Linked DNA regions of Sus scrofa: all the other regions are linked to region 3. The links are chromatin contacts, called in public Hi-C and HiChIP or PLAC-seq maps. All regions are on one chromosome and are shown on one strand. The core of a region is the stretch at or near the end of the contact, and the rest is flanking DNA. Distances in the headings are between cores, read along the strand shown.

Region 1 (3,191 bases), core at 163-2,662, 110 kb before region 3:
TGTAACTCTTCCCCGTTCACCACAGAACACTTAGGGGTCAAAACTCAATCCAACGCCTTGGAACACTCGGCCGCACGACCCGGTTCAGAGGTCAAAGACCATCCAGAAACCCATTTGTTCTCAGAGCCTGCGGGTGACATCTGGGCTCCCCGCCCCCTGCCCCCACCCCTGAGCCCCCCTCACCAACATGTTTCTGTATATGCACACACGCGGACATGCATTAAAAAAGCAGAATCGAATTGGGCACGCGGTTGGGTAACTCATGCTTTTTTTTCTTTTCTTTTTTTTTTTTTTTTTTAAACTAATGAAAATTCTTCTGTAAATAGAAAACAGGCCTTGCACAGGGCGGGCGGTGTGGCCCACTCTAAGCTGCAGCCGCCTCCTCCAAGCCTCCGGCTTATCATTCACTTGGAAAGCCTGAAGTGCCTTCAGACATCTGCCTGAAGCTGTGAAGGTTCCCCTCCCTGCAAAGCATTTTATTTTTTTGTTCGCGGCCAGGGAGACTTCCAAGCAGGGCTCATCCCACAACTTCCTCTCTGAAGAGTAGGGTTTCTTTACGAGTCCAGGGTGTCTGCACCACCGCCGGGGCAGCAGCCCCTCAGCCTTGTTGGTCTGTTCCGGACACATGCCAGCTGGTTTCACACGTGCCCCTCCACCGCCAGGCCTCCCTTGCCATCCAAACCTGGCTGCCAACTTCCCTGCCCCAGAATAAAGCACATGCACCTCCACTGCCTGCCCCTCCCATGGAGAAGCTGGATTTGAACCTGGATTTGGCCGTGGGATCTGAGCAGCCCGGAGGAACCTGTGCTATTAGGGAATCTTAATTTCCTGCTCCAGGCAGTGGGGAACAGCTCCAAGCAGAAGGGTGGCCCAGGACTTCTGAGAGGCCCACCTGACCCTACGTTACCCTGTGCCAGGCATCCCAACGCATCACTGACAAAGCCACCGCACCCCCCAGAGTATCCACAGCGCCACAAACAGCAGACCCAGCGAGTCCTGGATGCAGTGCTGGGCCCTGTCCTCGCTCTGCAGCAAGGACTCCCCTGTGGCTCCAGGAACTGCGGGGTCAGTCCAGAGGCACCAAGAGACAAGCTCCCAGGGGCCTCCCACCTCGTATCTTGCATTAACTTGTGAGAGGTGACCAGCGTTCAGGCTCCCTTCAGCAAGTGGGGCCCTAGGGGATGTCCCTGATGTTACCTGCGAGCCCCACCCCAAGACCCCCCAGGCAGCTTCCCTCACAGACCAGCATGGGATCCCCCACCTATTTTTCCTCTCTTTTAAAAACAGTTCTATACACATGAAGCTCCTGGAAGCCTGAATAAAAACAAATGCTCAGGGAGAAGGGCGGGACTGCTGCCAGGTTGGCCAAGCTCTCCTGACTGATTTACAAGGCTGCAAAGGGGAACTTTGTCCTGCACGTCCCGTCCCTCCTGGCCCCACCTCAACGCTCAGGCGTGTAGCAGCACGGGGCCCGCATGTGACACCGCCAAGTGCAGCTTTCCTTGACTGAAATGCAATACGGGCCACGCAGCGAGCACCCAGGACACCAGGGGCACACGGCCCCGTGGCTGTGTGCCCTCAGCTGGGCGGTGCAGGACACCGGCAGGGGCAGGGGAAAGGGGGGTGGCACTCCTGCATGGAGAGACAAAGGCCTGTGGGGGATGCTCTCGTCCCAGGGAGAGGGGTTGTTTGCATGGGTATCATCAAGACAGAGCCTTCGTCACTCCGTGCAAAATATCGGAGTGACCTGGCGCCCTCTGGGCCAAGTCTCCTAGAAGGAATTTTAGCAGCATCAACAAACCAAAGATGTAGCTGAGGGCACACAGAGAATCTCATCACCCAGACAGAGGCCAAGGCAGAGAGGAGTGAGGTCAAAAGAGGAGAAGGGACAGGAAGAGACCTCTTGGTTTTATGTACAGACCACAGAAGAGAATCCGTTTGGACAACAGAGGCGCTCATTCTGCAGCTTGGACAAAACAGAGCCGTGGCAACTTGAAGAGACAGAACCAGCTGGTGTTAAAAATAGGTTCAGATGACACACGGGAGTGAGTGACACAGGATCCCTGCCTCCAAATAGCCAGCTGCCGTCACGTGCGAGGAGTGGACGTGCTCTCCCGTGGCTGAGGGACGGTCCGGGGTCCAGCGATGGATGCTCTGAGCTCCTGAAAGCTTCTCCAGATCTGAGCGTCAGACGGACACGCCTCAGGAGGCGGTGAGCCACGTCCCCTCGGGTCGCTCACGGTGGGGCCAGGGCACGGGCGAGCGTGCTCCAGATCAGAGCACGTGGGTCTCACCTCCGCTCAGCCACAATAAAGCCATGCGGACTGCCTCAGCCTCCCCTCTTTATTAGGAGAGAAAAGAGCTCTGGCCTGAGGGTCCCAGGATCAGGGTTTCAGCCTGGGCTGCAAACTACCTGCGACTTCCTGCCCCGGGGCCTCGGCTCAGTCCAAGTAAGGTGGCTGAGGTCCTGTTGCGATGGTGAACCGAGCAGGTGACACACTGAACTCCCAGCCAAGCAAGCTGAGCGCGGGCCACAGGGAGGGGACAGAAGCCCCAGCTCGCACAGCCAGGCCCTCAGGCCCCAGTGAGGGCTGTCCTAACACCAGAGCTTCTTCCCCAAAGTCCCCAGGAGGAGAGGATGGATGCAGGAAGGCAGAGAGGACACACGGAAAGAAGCAAGTGCCCTTTCATCCCCATCCCAGAGACCAGGAGAGAGGGAAAGGGGTACGATAAACTCCTCGACACCCCCGGGAAAGGAGGTAGCACTGCTGTCTACCAGTAAGAAAACAGGCCCAGAGAAGTGCATTTTTCTGAGTGTTTTAACTTTTTTTTTTTGGCCACACCCACAGCATTCCAAAATTCCCAGGCCGAGGACTGAATCCATGCCACAGCTATAACCAGAGCCACAGCAGTGACAACAGCAGAGCCTTAACCTGCTGAGCCACAAGGGAACTCCCCAAGCACCCTAACTTTTGTCTCTCTGGCCACCATCCCCAATTTCAGTGTAAGAAACCCAAATAATGGCCTCCCCCGCCTCCCACCACCAACGCTTGCAGTTCTCCAGAGAGTTCTGTGTGCTTTTGATGCTTATGGAAAGAAACAACAGACACATCACTATAAACACAGGGTGAGCCCTAGGCATTCTCCACGTCTGAGATCACCCATGCTTTGCTCTTCCCAAAGTAGACTGG
Region 2 (3,583 bases), core at 115-2,614, 91 kb before region 3:
TCCAACTCCTTTGGCCCTTGGAACAAAGCCCACTGCAGGCACACACAAAGCGGGGGAGGCCGGACAAAGGAGAGGCCAGGTCACACTCGACAAGGCGCTTTCTTGTCGTTTCCAAAACAGAACTGTCCTCTATTAAAACGCTCTTGTTGCTCGGATGTTGATGCCGGGGAGGGAGGGGGGCACAAATCTCAAAACAAAAGGCGAGCTGCGGCAGGGGCAGGCGGCTCCTTCTCCCCGCACACTTCCAAGCCTTTGAATGCCCGCAGACCTCGGCAGAGCTGGCAGCTGTCTGTTATTATCCCTGCAACTCTGAGGGCCCCAGCGCCGGGGAGCGCGTCCCGAGCAGGTGAAGGCCATCTGCCCGGCTCCAAGATGCCCGCCTCATGCCTGCTGCTGCTGCGGGCAGGCTGTGTGGACCTTGGGGAGGTGCAGCCGGCCTCCCGCCCTCCCTCGACGGTTCTCCACTGCTCAGCCAGGCTTTCTCCTCTCTCCTCGGGGAGCCGCAGGCTCCGTCACTACCTGGTGGCATTTATCGAGGTGGTGGAGCTCCTTTAAAACACACTTGGTCACCTTTCAGAGACATTTCTAAAGGCATTGAGAGGATGGGGTTCTTTTTTTGGAGGGGAGTTAGTTTGCAGATTGGGTCTACATAGGAAAACAGAGCCCACCGACACAGCTTCCAGGGGTTAATTTTTAAGAAGGGTCTTTAATTGATCTACAAAGAGAAAAAAAGTTTTCTACCTGCCGTTTAAAAAGCACTCCCTGCATTAGCGAAAACATTCCCAACACACCCTGGCCCATTTCCTCCCGCCCCCCAGCCTGGCTGTTTTAATTGGGATAAGTGGCTCCCTGATGCACTCTGCAAAGCACGAGCCCCGACGACCAAGGGGAGAACAGGAGCTAAGTGGAAAAGTGGGGCTGGGGTGGGCAGAATCCCAGGGTGAGAGTCGGAAGGCTGGGCGCTGGGCTCTGCCTCTCCTCCTCCTAAGGAATAGGTGTTTTCACTACTCCGCAGTTTTATGGTATTTTCACTGGCTGGCATGTCAGACCACTGAAATGCCTACCACACGTGCGCCGGGCAAGGGCACAACTCCACTTTACGGGACAAGGGGAGCTGAGGGAGTGAGTCTGGTCTCAGTCGGGCACGTCCGATGCTCTCTGCACTGCGGGCTGATGGCAGCTGGAAGGAGCCAGGTCCCCGCCCTCCTCTCTCCAGGGTCTGTGTCACTGATGCCCACCACCAACCGACTTTGCTCCCTGCTCTGGCCACATCTGCTGAGTCTTTGATGGGAAAGAGAGGTAGGGACAGGCCTGGGGAGAGAACGGGCCATCCCAGAAGGGGGCAGCAGAGGGACAGTCTGGCCCTGGGCAGCCAGGGCTCAAGGCAGAAACCCAGCGACAGCTCTGAGCAGGGACCCAGGTCCTCTTAGGCTGAACAGACCCACGGGAAAAGCCAAGCCACGCTGGGAGAGCTCTGCTTCTGAACAAAAGCCAGAAAGCAGCACAAGGGTGGTGGGGAACCTGGAAGGCAAAGCTGGGTCCGATCCCTACTAGATCCCCAGACCCCGGGGGACACGCACCCAGCCTAATTCGCAGGTCTGCTGTGGGGCTCGCCAAGGACAGCAGCGGCAAAGGGCTTGGAAAACGATAAAGGACCCTACCAACAAGAGCCCCAGATGGCGTCTACCCCACAGGGCCCGCGCCAGAAGCACAGGGGCTGGACACGCAGCCCACAAGAGTATGACACGAGGGCTGTGTCACCACCACCACTGTCCTCACTGCTCAGGGAGGGGGCTGCAAGTCAGCAGGCTCAGGAAAGCAGCCCCACTACACCAAACCCTTCTGCTGCCACCCCCACTGCCCAGTGCATAGCAGAGGATCCGATTTCTATGAGGTCTGCAGAGGGAGAACGAGCCAAAATTACCATCACCATGAAAAGCCAAGAAGACAGCGCACAGAAATGGCCCCTGTGTTACGCTACCCAAAGCCCACGGCTCTGTGGACTGACAGCTACAGAGGCCGGGCCTCCCGCTCCGTGCACCCCACAGCTGGCCGGGTCCTCCTGCACATCTGTCTTAGCCTAGACCCAGCCGCCTCGCCCAGCACGCACTGGCCCATCGGCCTTTCTCATTCTTGTGCAGCAAAGCCACAGCCCGCAGGAAAAGGGCTCCAGCGCATGGCACCAGCTCTGAATGTTACAGGATCTCAAAGGAAAGGAAGATTGTTTGCGGTGAGTGGTCAGAGGGGCTTCTCTTCACAAGGAGGGTGTGGCTCTCCATCAGCCTCGAAGAACAGGCAGGATTTCCTAGAGGACGGAGAAGGCAGTGCCCCGCTCCTCCTTCAGGGCCCCGCCCCCGGGCCCAAAGGCAAGCGACCCCCCTCCCTGGGCCCTCAGGGCTGTCCCGTCATGTTGTCACAGGTTCTAAGTCCCATCGTGTTGTTCGCACCAGACCAAACTCCATGTCAGGGGGTGCAGGGGCTCACCTGCGGTCCCACCTGGGGACAGCGCACGGCTGAAGCCCCAGGGGTCACCTCCCCTCCAAGCTCCCCCTCTGGTGTGGGGGGCTGATGGTCCAGCTTCCTGGAAACCTCTCCTCCACTGTGCATCCACTTGGGAGAGGCAGGCCCAGGGCGGGAGAGGCCGGGGAGGGGCTGGGATGGGAACATCCTGTCTGCATCAGAGCAGAGGGACTTGAGGGCGGCCCACGTGTGCTGCGGGCCTTTTCTTTCTCATCGAGCAGGAAGTGTTCATTCGACCGACAAACAAGCATCTGGGGGTCGTGGTAGGGTTAGGGTGGCGAAGGCAACCTCTGATTTGTGGAAGTGAACAATCCAAGACAATGGGTGTGTGACAGCGGAGAAATCGGCTCCAGATGCAGGCCAGAACCAGCTGCCCGGGGACCAATCGGGTAATCAATCCTGGTGATATGTTTATTCTCCGAGGGAGGACCTGGGGGAGGGGCTCCGGGTCACTGTCGCATCGGACAATGGAAGGCAGCTGGGAGCACTGTCCTAGACCCGCCCTTCTCCACACACGGGCACCGTCTGGGCTTGTGCACGTCTCTCCTGCTCCCCAGCCAGGAACCTGGAGGGGGGAGGAAGGTGACCACCCCAAAGCCGGCCCTGGGCTGTTTCCTGACATCAACAGGCAAGTCCCCAGAGGTCCCTACAGGCAAGTGTGGAGGCCTGGAGTGCCCCCCTCTGTCCCCTGGCTGCAGGCTGCCCATCACCTCTGTGCAGAGGTCCTACGTGGATGCCACTGAGGGGCAAGATCGCTAAGCTTTCCCAAGACCAGCTTGCCCGAACCTCAGGGGCAGCTGGGAAACGCGAACCCTGAGATTGTCACTTTTCAGCCCTGGAAGACACCAGCGCAGCTGGGCGAAACAAAATGGGGGCTGGGAGGGACCTCGCCAGCCTACTAGTTAAGTAGCCGAGTTGGGGCCAGCACCCAGGTGGCCTTTCCTTAGGCTCTTCCCAGGCACCCAAAAGGTACCCACCTCCGACAGGTAACCCCAGACTGTCTCCAAGGAGAGACGGGCTCACGTGGTGCTCTGCCAGGGGTGGGGGAGGGTGACCACACAAT
Region 3 (3,322 bases), core at 496-2,995:
GAGGGGACAGAGGAGGCAAAAACTTTTAGGCACCGACCTCCTCTGCCCTCTTCCCCCTTTGCCAGGCCAGGCCTGAGAACCCAGGGGTGCCCTGCTCTGGGTGACGCTGAGGGCTAAGGCATGGGAAGGGGGGGGTCTGCTCCAGACCGCACGTCTTTGTTCACTTAGACCTGGGCCTCGGAACAAAACAAACACACACACAACTATCACACAAACTTACCACCACCACGAGTGCAAAAACCCAGGCGGTTCTCCCAACGTGATGTTTTTTTCCCATCGAATCTGGAAGGGAGAGAGCAGAGACAGCTTAGAGGAGCAGAGAGAAGGGGTGGGCTGGGGGCTTCCCGGAGCCAAAAGGCTGTGAGGACCAACTAACAATAAATGCCAAAAGGTGATAAAAATTCAAAATGGTGGCCACAGTGGCTGCTCCAGAAAACAAAGGCTTTAAGAATAGTGGGGACGAGGGGGTGTCAAGAAATTGGATGAGGGGGGAAGTTCCACTCACCTCCGATAAGAAGGTCTGTGCAGATTTCTGTGCTCCTACATGCAGTAAATATTCGTAGACGTATAAAGCTAACCTGGAAAGTGGGCAGGGGGCACAGAGAGAGAGAGAGAGAGGGAGAGGGAGGGAAGGCGTCAGATCACACCGGGTGCTCGCTCCTGGACCTTGCCGGCCGGCTCCCAGCCCTGTCTACGCTGGCCCATTGTGGCCCCAACCAGAGGTGAGCAGCTACCTCGACCCTGCCCGGAGCCACGGGTGCGAACAGCTAGGGGATGGGGACCAGGAGAGGCGTTACTTCAAAACGCAGAGGCTGAAGAGCAGCCCCCGAACTTGAACTTCCAAGCAGCGTCGCAGCCAAACCCACCGAGATCTCTCAAACTCGCAAGCCATCCGACCCCCAGAGCCTCGCTTCTTTTCCCTACCCACTCCTTGCCACCCTGTCTCCAGGTGTGAGAGTCGGGGAGACTCCGTCCGGGACTCTGGGGTGCTCCGCGCGCTCCGGAGAGGACAGCAAAGCGCCACCCTCACCACCTCCCCCCAAAACAACTGTCCCCCAAGCTTGGAGCCAAGCCGGCGCCGCCGTCCCTACCCAGCCCGGCGCCCCGGAGGGCCCGGGGCCGGCGGCGAGGCCGAGGGCAGGGAAGGGAGAGCTCTCCCGGCCGAACAAAGCCCCCGGCACGCACTCCTCACGCCGCGGGCGGACAAAAGGAGCCTTCGGGGCTGCAGAAGCCACGCGCCCTCTGCCCGCGCCCGGTGGGCAAAGTGCGGCCACCGCGGCGAGCGCCCCGGCTTGGGTGGGCGCCCAGGCTCGCTCACGGGACCTCGCCCACCCCTCACCGCAGGCCCTCGTGCCCGGCACGCCCCGCGGCCCCCAAGTACCCCATCCTCCGGCGGCGCCCCCCGATGCCCCAACCTCCGCCGGCTCCCAACAATGGGCTCTCCCACGCCGCCCGCCGCGGCCTCGGGAAGGGGCCAGGCAGGCGGTGCCGGGGCCCGGGGCCCGGGACGCAGCAGCCCCCGCCCGCCCACCTGCCTCCCACCACCCGCCCGCAGCCCGGCGGCAGCGCGGCCGCCACTTGGAAAATAGGGCTTACTTTTCCCGAGCCTGCCCGTCCGAGGGCACCGCCGAGCCTTTGCCTTTGGCAAACATGTTTTGCAGAGAAGAGGGCGCCGAGCCTCGCCGCCGCCGCCGCCGCCGCCGCCGCCGCTACCGCTCCGGCTGCTCCCGAGCTGCCCCCTCGCTCCCGGCCCCCTCCCCGGCGCTCGCTCGCTCACTCGCTCGCGCTTTCCTAGCCGCGATCCCCTCCCTCCCCCCCAGGCGCTGGCTCCGCGCTCTTTCCAGCTGTCAAAGCGTCAGCCCCGGCCGCGGCCCCATTGCCCTGGAACTCCTCCCGCGCCGGCTCGGCCTGGGGTGCCGGTGCCGCCGCCGCCGCCGCCGCCGCTCGCCCGTCGGCCCGGCTGCCCGCTGGCTCGCTCGCGCGCCGCCCGCCCGGCTCCGCCTGCGCCGCCCTCTGCGCCTCCAGCACCGCTGCCGCCGCCGCCGCTGCCGCTGGTCTACTTGGAGCTCAACCGAACGTGGCTACCCGGGCGAGGGAGCTAGGCGGGCGTCAACGTCCCGCGATTGATGGGCGCCTAGACCAATTGGCACGAGGGGGCGGGCCCGGGGCGGCCCGGGAGGGACGCCCTGTCAGCGCCCGACCGCGGCAGTCCCCGCTGCGGCCGCCTCCGAGGAGCCGCTGTTCCTGCTCCTGCGAGCGAATCGGGGGTGTTCGGGGGCGCGAGCCTCTCTTTGCTGTAGATGTGGGGAGGGGACACGAATCGGGACGGGGGAGGTCTAGTTTCCCAGCCCCTGCGAGGAGGGGTCCCGACCCGCGCTCTCCAAGGCTGGGACCACTGGGGGGCGAGGGGGGGCGCTGCGGCAGAGTCGGAGGGGAGGGGGCGCGGACCCCTGAGCGGAGCGCCGCCGGCTCCCTCCCGCCACGTCCCTCTCCCTTATCTGCCCCTCACCTCCCCCCGCCGCAGCTTGCGCTGGCCCAGCCCTTATCTCCCCCTCCCCCTCGCCGGTCCCCCACCCACCCCCACCCCCGGCTCCGACCCCGACCCCCTCCCCAGACTCCTACCCTCCCCCCTCGGCTGCCCCGCCCCCTGTCCTCTCCCTCGCCCAGTCTGGCTTCGGAGCGCCGGGCCCGGGGCTCCACGCTGCGAACTGGGCGGCTCGAGCCGGCGCCGAGGCGCGCGGCTGCTCCTTTACTAGATCATTAAAATACTTTGGAAAACCCCAAAGTGGAGTCGCGCGAAAATGGCCCTTGGCCTGCTTTAGGGAGCCCGGGAGGGAGGTACTGAGGACTTGGGCTAAGAGAGGGCAGAGTGATCGCTCCCAAATTTCGGAGGTCTGCCCGCCCTAGTAAGTTAGACCCCTTCGGCTTCTCCACGGGAGACGGTGCTATCCCGGGGTAGGAGGGCATCACCTGGGCGCCCAGCGATGCGAGATGCGCGCCGCAGAAATCTGCAAACTTCAAATAAATGGAGCTAAATTGGGGAGTGGGAGACGAGAGTCAGGAGTGGGGGGAGGGGAAGCTTCCATTGTCAGTGACCCAGGTGTACAATGGGAAATTGAGGGGGGGAGGCTGGCAGAGTGACCCAGCTATTTGCTGCTGACTCCTTTCTGCCCACGCCAAGAACCCGAGGACACACTGAGTGTCCCTCACCAGAGACTCTCGAGACCAGAAACCAACGAAACAGGGGAAGACTCCCCCATTTTCAGACTGTTTTTAGAGCGCGGTTCTCTTTAAATGCGATAAAACACTGTCGGCACTGTCT

The links. Hi-C and Micro-C count contacts between places; a contact is called where the count stands out from the background. HiChIP or PLAC-seq counts read pairs in DNA pulled down with a chosen protein or histone mark.
Region 1: a contact with region 3 is called in an H3K27ac HiChIP or PLAC-seq map of skeletal muscle. The contact joins the enhancer-like site here to the promoter of SSBP3 in region 3. A contact is called at or near these places in 1 of 5 promoter capture datasets (liver), 6 of 47 Hi-C or Micro-C datasets (fetal heart ventricle, liver, omental adipose tissue and 1 more) and 2 of 2 datasets of contacts at active chromatin or transcription factors (alveolar macrophages and skeletal muscle).
Region 2: a contact with region 3 is called in a Hi-C map of retroperitoneal adipose tissue, with 1.9 times the contacts expected there. The contact joins the enhancer-like site here to the promoter of SSBP3 in region 3. A contact is called at or near these places in 1 of 5 promoter capture datasets (liver), 13 of 47 Hi-C or Micro-C datasets (embryonic fibroblasts, fetal heart ventricle, fetal liver and 7 more) and 2 of 2 datasets of contacts at active chromatin or transcription factors (alveolar macrophages and skeletal muscle).

What each region holds. Positions count from the first base shown.
Region 1 is chr6:158,023,117-158,026,307 of Sscrofa11.1, reverse strand. All of the region lies in intron 4 of SSBP3 (single-stranded DNA-binding protein 3), which reads right to left. Among named protein-coding and RNA genes, the nearest start is that of SSBP3, 110 kb to the right of the region's middle. Within about 2 kb of position 1,412, at least 21 of the 83 cell types and tissues checked have an H3K27ac peak or open chromatin away from gene starts, as enhancers often do. A contact at or near this core is called in alveolar macrophages, liver, omental adipose tissue and 1 more, where this site is marked.
Region 2 is chr6:158,000,847-158,004,429 of Sscrofa11.1, reverse strand. The region is part of intron 4 of SSBP3 (single-stranded DNA-binding protein 3); the gene reads right to left. Among named protein-coding and RNA genes, the nearest start is that of SSBP3, 91 kb to the right of the region's middle. Within about 2 kb of position 1,364, at least 10 of the 83 cell types and tissues checked have an H3K27ac peak or open chromatin away from gene starts, as enhancers often do. A contact at or near this core is called in alveolar macrophages, fetal skeletal muscle and retroperitoneal adipose tissue, where this site is marked.
Region 3 is chr6:157,910,022-157,913,343 of Sscrofa11.1, reverse strand. SSBP3 (single-stranded DNA-binding protein 3) reads right to left here and starts at 1,745. Exons shown (of 17, transcript XM_021096596.1): 1 at 1,597-1,745; 2 at 506-578; 3 at 221-282. The coding sequence starts at 1,652.